3 separate regions of the Mus musculus genome follow, and regions 1 and 2 are each linked to region 3. The links are chromatin contacts, called in public promoter capture Hi-C maps. All regions are on one chromosome and are shown on one strand. Each heading gives the region's core, a stretch centred on a gene start, on an enhancer-like site or on the middle of the called end of the contact. The rest is flanking DNA. Distances are from core to core; before and after follow the strand shown.

Region 1 (3,558 bases), core at 773-3,272, 2.1 Mb before region 3:
ACAAGAGCCACATTTCAATCCTATACTTAGAACTTAGGGAAAGATGTACAGGCCTGGCCTTGGGAGCAGACAGAAGGGTCTGGCTCAGGCTGACACCTCAGTCCCCGACTCTGATGTAATAAAAGGCAAAAAGGAGATTGGTGGTGGTGAGATCTACTTTCCTTTCTTCCCTCTGTTTGTGTTTTGTTTTGTTTGTTTATTTTTGAGACAGAGTCACTCTACAAAGCCCTCACCACCCTGGGACGCACTATGTACTTTGAGTTGCTTCAAACTCAAAGAGATCCTCCTGCCTCTGCCTCCTGAGTGCTGGGATCAAAGGTTTGCACCACCACACCCAGCTTGCTTCCAATTTTCAAGTATTTACTTGTTAGAGGCAAAAATGACAATGGTCTCATCCTAGGCTGAGGTCTAAGGGTTGGCTCCTTGTCCAAGATCACACAGCTGGTCCAGGATGTGGCTTGAGCGTTACTGTCCCCAAAGTCCAGGTCCCTGCCCTTCTGTAACGGGGGCAGCCACCCTCTGGTCTGGACGGCTGTCCTAATAGACTGGCAAGGAGCTTCTGATTAATTCTTCCTTTTGGAAGCTGGCCAGGCTAAATCCACAGCCCCTGAGGACTCAGAATGTGTCTGTCTGCACAGCTATGGCTCCACCAGTACCCATACTGTGGTCAGAGCCACCACCCACAGGAACACAGTCTGCTTCTGAACTACTGCCATTCTAGGAGGACCCAAGTCATGATCATATAACACACGCCTTCCCCACTCCCAACCCCTCTCATTATGGTAATGGTCAAAGTCGTGGCCTCAGGCTGGCCTTGGCCACAGAAGCGTAGAGGACCCTCCCCTCCCTTATCACACACAGCAGCCTTTAGGAATGCACGGAGACCCTGGCACATCACACAACAGCCTGATCTCCATTTCCATATCTGCGCCACCAGTTGTACGAGATGTTCTCTGAGGTCTTTGCCAAGCTGCAAATTCATTACAATATTTGAGTTACTTATAAAACAATTTTTTTCTTTTCCCTGTCAATAAAAAATTACAGACTCGTTCAAGAACAAACAGAAAAGCCAAGGAAGTAGATGAGAACACTCAGGATCCCAGAAGAGGTAAGTCACTTCGCAATTCACAAATTCCAGCATAGTTCTTTGATGTTTGACTCTCCTGTGCAGTTATTTAACAGTGAACTCAAGTGGGTGCTTCCACATCCAGGGGCACAGATATAGGTCCATATGGTGTGCCGTTCCCACTGTCCAAATCTTGACAACTGTACTCCCCCAAAGTTCCTCTAAAACTTTGGCATTAAAACCAAGGGGTACCTGAGGACTACTAACTAGCCCATGGCTAGGCTTTCAAAAGTTCTCAGCTCAAAGAAGCCAACTGCCTTGTCTGGAGCTACACAACTCAGTTTCCAGCCAGACTTCCCGCTAGCCCACTCTGTGGCCAGGAGAGAGTAAAGAGCCACGGCCACAAACGAAGTCCTCTTCTATACACAGGCACTGGAAACAGCTCGGGTCGGTGCCTATCCACTGGGTCAGACCCAGTCTCCAACAGACTGAGATGTCCCCTCACATCTGTCCCCACTCCTGCTTCACCACACTTCTGCGGGCCACTGTCACGGTACCACGGTCACTCCCGCTCACCTGTTCTCAGCCTCTCACCTGTCCCCGACTCCGCCCACCAGTTACAATAGCCTCACCGGTGCCTGCTTCTCTACCAGTCTCCTGCCTTTTCACTCGAGACCCTCGTCTAGGCCGTCTACCCACCCATCAGGGTTCACCTTCTCTCTCTCCTTTAGGACCCCGGTCTTACCACCACGCTGGCTGGCGTGCAGAGCGGGCCTGCCATTGCTGTACGGCATCCAGATCTTCTTCAGGGGATTCTGGGTCAGTTCCCGTGGAGACGCCATCCCTGGGCTGGGATGAATCGGACTGCGCTGCTACTCACCCAGCAACCGGGCCACCTCGGGCCACCCGAGGTCCCGCCCCTCCGGCCCCGCCCACCCTCTAGCGGCTCCAACTCTTGTCAATCTTCTCGCAGGCCCGCCCCAGAACTAATAGGCTCCACCCAAACTAAAGAGGCACTGGCCTACGACTACGCATGCCCAATTTTACTATAGCTTCTTTTGGACTAAGCACGCCCCATCCGTCAAACCAGAGTTGATAACGCGCATGCTCAATACTAGCTACCTTTGACACCCGGATTATGCAGACCCCGCCCCGGATGTGAAGTTTACTGTACTCAACCAGATTGTTCTTATATGCATAGGCCCCACTCATGGTCCCGCCCAGGGTGCTGCAGCCCTGCCCCAAAGCTTGTGTGGCCTCTTACTCCCTTGAGAAATGTGACCTCACAGTCGCCTACTGAGAAGGGTACGGAGAAGCTGAGCAGGCCTGCGTGATCCTCAGAGCCGGATAGTCTGGACCAGCGTGGCACTTGTCCCTGAATGGCTCTAATGACTGACTTGCTGCCCTGGAAGTCAACCACCGCTGCGCCCTCCTGGACCTTCTTCGTTCCTCCTCGGTTGCTTTTAGCCTTGAAACTTCCCGGGTCCACAAGAACAACTTGTTCAACCACACAGAAAAAGTTCCCTTCTCTTAGGGACATAAACACAGAATACATCTCAAAATCGACCATGTTTTGGCCTGGCTGCTGGGGAATTTAGGCTAAATCTCTGAAATATATGAACAAGCTGTTTGGGGTCTCACTAAGCAGTATTCTGATTTTCTTCCCAGGATTTATATTTTACCAATTATAATTTTATTGCTGTTTGGTTTTTCTTTCTTTTGGGGGGGAGAAGAAGGGCTGGTTTCATGTTGCCAGGCTGTCCTGGAACTTAATGTGTAGCTGAGGATAACCTTGAACTTCTGCTCATCTTGCTTTCACCTTCCAAGCTCCAGTGTTTCCACAGAGTTTATGCAGGGAATCGAACCTAGAGAACCTAAGGCTTTGTGTATGCTAAGTAAGCTAACCCCAGCCCCAATTAGTGTTTTAATAATGAATTTTTTTTTTAACGAGCTTCTGTCTCTTCATCAGGAAAATGAGATGCAGACGTCATCAATTTTACAAGACTGTGGTACAGATTAAATGTGTCAGCCTCAGAAATCTGTTTAAAAACATGTGGGCGTTCTCATTCATTATATTACCTCCCTCTCTGCCTTTGAAAATGTACTGGGACAAGGGCCCAGGGCCAGGGCTGGCAGCTCAGGCTTAAGGGCTAAAGTGGTACCATATGAACGAATTCTCCAGCTGGGCGACCCCCAGTGAACATGACCCCTTAGAGGCCAGTGAGGGGTGGTGTTCGGAAGTCACTCTTCTGCGTTTGACCCCCACCAGTCTCCAGAAAGCTCAGGCCTCTTCTTTCTGCTCAGCCCCGCCTCTCCAAACTGTATATTTTCTGTGCAGGCCCCAGCAACAGGGTTTGAATCTCGATCTCACTACCCTCTAGTGATGCCCTCCACCAAACCCCTGGCAGGTTTCCTGCCTCACATATGCCCAGCCAGAAGCTAGGGACATGAAAAACAAGGCTGACCCCGTTCACAATTGGCCCACATCCCTT
Region 2 (3,065 bases), core at 66-2,565, 2.0 Mb before region 3:
TTTTTTTTTTTTTAGATTTGTTTATTTATTTATTTATTTATTATATGTAAGTACACTGTAGCTGTCTTCAGACGCACCAGAAGAGGGCATCAGATCTCATTACGGGTGGTTGTGAGCCACCATGTGGTTGCTGGGATTTGAACTCCGGACCTTCGGAAGAGCAGTCGGGTGCTCTTACCCACTGAGCCATCTCACCAGCCCTCTGGGGGTTCTAATATCCTTTTCCAACCTCCAAGGGCATTATGTACAGACATGGTGCACATACACACATGTAAGCCACTCGTGTAGGTAAAAGTAAGACCGGCTTAGACACACTAGTCTCCACCCCTCAGAGTATTGGTGTTAGACCTAAATCACAACACTGAGGACTCCAAATTCAGATACCCATGTTTGAGTACCAAGCTCTTTACCCACTGGGCCATCTTCCCCGTCCTTCAGAGGCATTTCTTGAAGTGTATTCCTGGCTACGTCTACAAATTACATAGCCTAGGTGGTGAGTCTAACAGACCTGGATGTCTTTCTGTAAATAACCTAAAGTCTGTGAAATCTCATTCTTTTTCGTGGCAAGAGAATAATCTCTTCTCTCGGGGAGGTAGAACGAAAAGCTGGAGGAGAGAATTCGGCCCCGTCTTTGGCAAGCACCATAATGTTGGCTGCCGGGTTAAGGCAGGGTTGAAGTCAGGTACAGGGATAAGCCCCGGCAGTAAGCCAGTCTCCACCCAAAACATGTAAGACTGGAGCCCAAGGTCACATCCCAACCTGGGACAACACGGCGGGCCTCACCTAGAGGACTGGCGCACACTTACCGTGCAGGTAGCATGCGAGGACTGCTCCGAGGCCACACGCAGCCCGTTGTCCAAGATGCTGACCTGGGTCTCCGGCACGCTCTGGAGGGCCTGGGCGAAGGTTGCGGTACCCCGCAAGGCAGGTAACCTCAGCAGGGCCGGCTAAAGGGAGAAGGCGACCATTGCAAGAACTGCTCGCCAAGCCTCTGGGACCTCGGCTCTCAAACCCAAGCCAGAGCAGATAACCATCCCCGCCCTCCGCCATGACCTTCCCACGGCCCTGACCCCCGCGACCTCCCCACTCCGACCCGCCACTGCTGAGACAGCCTGCTCCTCATCTGTGTACGAAAGCCCTGGGCCCTGCAGCCCAACGTCTCACTGCCACCTCACCGAGCGGCGGGTGCGAAGTAGCACTTGCGTCCCGGAGCAGGCCGCTCGGCAGACTGCGGACGCCGCCATCTTCTAACTTCCGTCAGTGTAGAGCCGCGCTGCGCATGCGCAGAGCGGAGTCTGAGGCGCAAGCGCTGTAAGGAAGACTTGGTGCTCAGTCGCCCCCTGTTGGGCAGCAAGTACGTTAGCAAGAATTGATCGCATGTAGTCATTTGGTCCGTGTGCCTCTAGGATCTTCGGGACATTTATCAACCTGCGAGGGAGGGGCCCTTCATCTGGTCCCATCTGAGACAGGTTCTATTCATCACCTTCTTCCACCTGAGGGAGGCGGTATGCAACTGTGGGAGATGCATTGTACGCCAGCAGCAGCTCTGAAACCTGGAGGGCAGTGGCTAGGCACAATTGAGCCCAAGGGCTAAAGCACTTGCCTGTCTGTGCAAGAAGGTGTCCACTAAAGTTAGTTTAAAAGAATAAAATATGCTTAAATGGTTGACTTGAAAGACGTTTAATAATATATTGCCAAATATATAGCACTTGGGAAATGGAGACACAGAAGAATCAGGAGTTCAAGGACATCCTCCTCTCTTGTGTAAGGAGTTCAAAACTACCCTGGGTTGTGTAAGACAGTGTCTCCAAAACGTAAGAAAAAAAACGTGTGTATGAAAAGAGGAACAATGTAGAGGTAATTTGTGGAATAGGGCTCCTTGTTTGGAATAAAATAACTAAGCAAAAAAGTTTTTTCTATTTTGTGATTATTTCAAAACTTTTTGTTTACTTTTTTTCTTAATTTTTTATTATTTAAATGCATTTTATACATCAAACATATTAATAATGTTGAGTACTTTGAGAATCAAATAATCCATAAATTTTTTTCAACTTTTATATTCATATCCTTTCATACCCTAAAATATCATTAATGAATATTTAATACTATCCATAACTGAGGATCCTATATCTAATGTTGAATACTAAATTGTTTCAAAACATGCAAAATATTCTTTGGGAGTTAAGCATAGTAAAAGAGCATAAAATATTAAAAATTAATCATTAAGAAATATATTCATGAGTTCGAGGCCAGCCTGGTCTACAAAGTGAGTTCCAGGACAGCCAGGGCTACACAGAGAAACCCTGTTTCAACAAAACAAAACAATAAAAAATGAGTTACAGGGACAAAGTTTGGAGTAGAGACTAAAGGAATGACCATCCAGAGACTGCCCCACCTGGGGATCCATCCCATAAACAACCACCAAACCCAGACACGATTGCGGATGCCAACAAGAGCTTGCTGGCAGGAGCCTGATAACGCTGTCTCCTGAAAGGCTCTCCCAGTGCTTGACAAATACAGAAGTGGATGCTCACAGCCATCTATTGGATGCGAAGCACAGGGTCCCCAATGAAGGAGCTGGAGAAAGGACCCAAGGAGCTGAAGGGGTTTGCAGCCCCATAGGAGAAACAATTATATGAACTAGCCAGTACTCCCCAGAGCTTCCTGGGACTAAATCACCAATCAAAGAAACCACATGGTGGGACTCATGGCTCTAGCTGCATATATAGCAGAGAATGGCCTAGTCGGACATCAATGGGAGGAGAGGCCCTTGGTCCTGTGACGGTTCTATGCCCCAGTATAGGGGAATGCCAGGGCCAGGAAGCAGGAGTGGGTGGGTTGAGAAGCAGGGGGAGCGGGGAGTGGATAGGGGGTTTTCAGACGGGAAACTAGGAAAGGGTATAATATTTGAAGTGTAAATAAAGAAAATATCTAATAAAAATAAAAACATATATATGTGTGTGTGTGTGTGTATGTGTGTTCAAAAGCCCTTATATGATACCACCTGACATAGTGAGAGAGTATTTAAAATGCATTATATATCTGTGTACATTGTCTAACAACCA
Region 3 (3,378 bases), core at 241-2,740:
GGAGGGGAATGTAGGGTTAAGTTCCTTGACCTTGCTTTATGCAAAGTGAAATATATTTGTGTTACTTCTCTCCATTTTCCCCAACTGGATGAAATGGACCTATTCTGAATACTTTTTATTGAAAAACCAGCCAGTGTGAGGGAAATGGGAGGTCAGAGATCAGAATCCTTTGAAAAGATTGTGAAATACTGATTTTCATTGTTTAAAGCGTATTTGTAAATACCTATTTGAATGCTGTGTATTTGTACAGGAATTTGAGCAAAAAAATGTATAGAGTATGTCTAATTGGTAATAAGCCCTATAAATGTGTTTTTAACCTCTGGCATTCTGTGCTTATTTAAAACAAGAAAACTTCTAACCATTTCTTTTGTGTATTCATGTCTAAAGAAAAACTGACTTAAAATTATCTTACCTGTACCAGAAAAGTTAAAGAAAAAAATTTGTGCCAGTGTCCCAAGAGGCATTTTACTGTATATATTGTGGTAGCATGTTATAAATCCAACAAAAAATGTGACTTTTAGATGTAAATATCTGGCAACTGACTCCCCCACCTCCATCCCTTGACTGCTGTGATGTGAATTAAAGATGAATACCTGATATTGATCCACTGATTTCACTGAATGGGAGCATAAGTGCCCCTCTCAAACCCTTGTCGCCGGGCTCCAAGCCCTTTTAGCTCCAGATACTTTTCTGCACTTAGTCGGCCGCTCTCCATATTCCGCCTTCCAGGGCGAGTGGCCAAAGCCCTTGCACTTAGCATTAGGGCAGTCCAGGCGGTAATGTCTCCAGTTCCCATCCTCGTGTCTCCAAGAGTGGAGAACAAAACCTCCCAAGATCCCATGGCCTCCATTTGGAAGGTAGACCAACGCCTCTGCTCGCAGCCTTGCCGCGAGGTCCTCAGAGGCCCAGGACGGGAAACGACTAGGCAGGCCGAGACCTTTCGTTTAAGAGGTTCTGCCGTCTGACCCAGGTTAAAGCGGGGTCTGAGCAAGCCGGCGAATCAAAGTGGACGTTCCCCTTGATTGGCTCGGCAATCCACGTGGTAGTTCAAAACAAGGAACCGCTTCTGATCCATGCTCCCGCCGCCCATCCTACTGGCTATAGGGTGGCGCCAGAAATGCTGCTCTACGAGTCCGGGCGTCGGGAGGAGTGGGTGTGGAACCAAGACTCGGCATTCGGGTCGAGTCAATAGATTGAGAGGGTTCCGGGTAAGCAGCCAAAGCAGCTGCCCTAACCCAACATGGCGACCCGTGCACCTTCCCTCCGCACCCCTATGGACCGCCCAGGCTCAATCAGCAACCGACAACTGTCTAGGTCCCAGACAGCAGCAGCCAATGAGGGAGGGTAGCGTGGAGCCGCCGGTCTGGGCTCCTGGGCACGTGGACCAATGAGGATGCAGCATATGGGTGGGCGCGGGGATCGCACACCAATGGGAAGCTCAGGTTTCTGTTCCAGCCCACTAGGCGGAACACCGCGCCGGGTGCGGTTCATTCGCGCGGCGGCGGCGGTGGTGGAGACGGCTGAGGAGGATGTGGGCTACGCGCGGGCTGGCGGTAGCGCTGGCCCTGAGCGTGCTGCCTGACAGCCGGGCGCTGCGGCCAGGAGACTGTGAAGGTGCGGGGGACCGGATGGGGGCGGCCTGGCGGCGCTAAACCCAAGGAAAGCGAAAGGGTGGGAGCGACGGCCCGTCCCGGGGCTCCGCTGGAGAAAGGGCCTCACTTATTTCCCGGGCCTAGAGACGTTGACCCATTTAAGGGAACGCGTCGGTTCAGTAGCGTTAATAACTTGGCCGGAAGCCCACATCCCGGGAGTTTTTGTCTTCCCATCACTTTAGCGATTACAGGAAGGCATCCTGTGGGCCGCAACCGTCTCGGGGTTACTAAGCTGCACTTGGGGGTTCGATGTATTTGGAATGAGGAGCATTTTGATCATTTGCTTCAGCCTTCAATCTGTCCCTTATGAGGTCACAATGAGTTCCCTCAAGGACACGTGTCCACTCTAGACTTAAACTTGAAAAGAGCAGAGAGGGTTGTGTGTGGGTCACTTGGGTAATGTTCATTCCCAGCATGCAACTGGGTACAAGGACCCCAGCAACCTAAGGGCTCTGTGCACTTCTGAGTACCCGAGTTAAAAAAAAAAATTAATCCCTTCTAGCAAAACTGCTGACAGAGTTTTTTCCAGGGGAAATGGAGACTAATAATTACTTACCATCTCCTCCCTCTTTTCCAGTTTGTATTTCTTATCTGGGACGATTTTACCAGGACCTCAAAGACAGAGATGTCACATTTTCACCAGCCACTATTGAAGAAGAACTTATAAAGTTTTGCCGTGAAGCAAGAGGCAAAGAGAATCGGTTGGTAAGTAGCTGGTGACCCACCCAGCCTGTCCCTGGCTCTTGGGCACTGTCCACTTTGTGATGGGACTTGTATATATACTAATGTGAGGTTTAAGTGTTTTTATCCTCTATTTATTAAACATTGCTATAAGCTGAATATTGGTAAGACCAGGAGAGAAAATGACAGGCAACTGCAAGGCAGTGATGCCAGATGCCATGAAGGAAATAAGCTAGGAGAGTTGGTGGGTGGGAGCTGAGAGAGAAAGTAGTGGGTATCTACCTCTGAGGACAGGGAGTCAGTGAGGTGGAGTGAGCACAACTCAGGCAATGGGAGTGCCCAAAGACCAGAATGAATTTGGTGTGATTGGAACCAGAAGTAGTTGGCTAGGTGCCCCGAGATGGCCAGGGCCAAGTCAAGGTCAAGGACCCTGGCGGAGCATCAGCCTCTTGTAGCTTTAATTTCCATGGTAGTCTCTCATCGGAACTCTAACTCTGCAGCTGAGCATATATCAAGTGCCTCGGGCCTGGGACAGCTAGATCTGGGCAGACTAACAAACCGAAGCCTTGGCAAAGAGAGGTTTTCAAGGTGACCTAACAGTTGTCTGGAACTGGAGAGTTGGTTATGAATGTGTGCTGCTCTTGTGGAGGACCTGAGTTCAATTCCAGCATCCACAGCACCCTGCACTGCAGCTCCAGGGAACCTGATGCCTTCTGGCCTCTGACACATGCTCTCATGCATGCAGATTTTTTTCAAGGCTTTCATTTTGTTTTGTTTTGGTTTTTGCTGCAGTGCTACTACATTGGAGCCACAGATGATGCTGCCACCAAGATCATCAATGAGGTGTCGAAGCCCCTGGCCCACCATATCCCTGTGGAAAAGATCTGTGAGAAGCTGAAGAAGAAAGACAGCCAGATCTGTGAACTAAAATACGGTGAGTGTGACTCGGACCCTGTGCCTTCTACCATCTCTGCATACCCTTTCTGGACTTAACTTTCTAGCCAGAAGAGTCATCAAAAGCGGGTTTGTAGCATAAAGGATGATT

What was found. Promoter capture Hi-C pulls out the DNA fragments that hold promoters and counts their contacts. Capture Hi-C pulls out chosen DNA fragments and counts their contacts.
Region 1: a promoter capture Hi-C map of liver shows a contact between it and region 3, with 3 times the contacts expected there. The contact joins the promoter of Pfkfb4 here to the promoter of Manf in region 3. A contact is called at or near these places in 2 of 39 promoter capture datasets (liver and pre-B cells), 2 of 115 datasets of contacts at active chromatin or transcription factors (astrocytes and double positive thymocytes) and 2 of 9 other capture datasets (adipose tissue and liver).
Region 2: a promoter capture Hi-C map of erythroid cells shows a contact between it and region 3, with 4 times the contacts expected there. The contact joins the promoter of Uqcrc1 here to the promoter of Manf in region 3. A contact is called at or near these places in 2 of 39 promoter capture datasets (erythroid cells and liver) and 1 of 484 Hi-C or Micro-C datasets (B cells).

What each region holds. Positions count from the first base shown.
Region 1 is chr9:108,990,366-108,993,923 of GRCm38.p6, reverse strand. Pfkfb4 (6-phosphofructo-2-kinase/fructose-2,6-biphosphatase 4) reads right to left here and starts at 2,022. Exons shown (of 14, transcript NM_173019.5): 1 at 1,812-2,022. The coding sequence starts at 1,908.
Region 2 is chr9:108,934,898-108,937,962 of GRCm38.p6, reverse strand. It overlaps Uqcrc1 (ubiquinol-cytochrome c reductase core protein 1), which reads right to left and starts at 1,315. Exons shown (of 13, transcript NM_025407.2): 1 at 1,176-1,315; 2 at 807-947. The coding sequence starts at 1,244.
Region 3 is chr9:106,890,050-106,893,427 of GRCm38.p6, reverse strand. It overlaps Manf (mesencephalic astrocyte-derived neurotrophic factor), which reads left to right and starts at 1,490. Exons shown (of 4, transcript NM_029103.4): 1 at 1,490-1,614; 2 at 2,230-2,357; 3 at 3,126-3,267. The coding sequence starts at 1,530. It overlaps Dock3 (dedicator of cyto-kinesis 3), which reads left to right. Exons shown (of 53, transcript NM_153413.2): 53 at 1-603.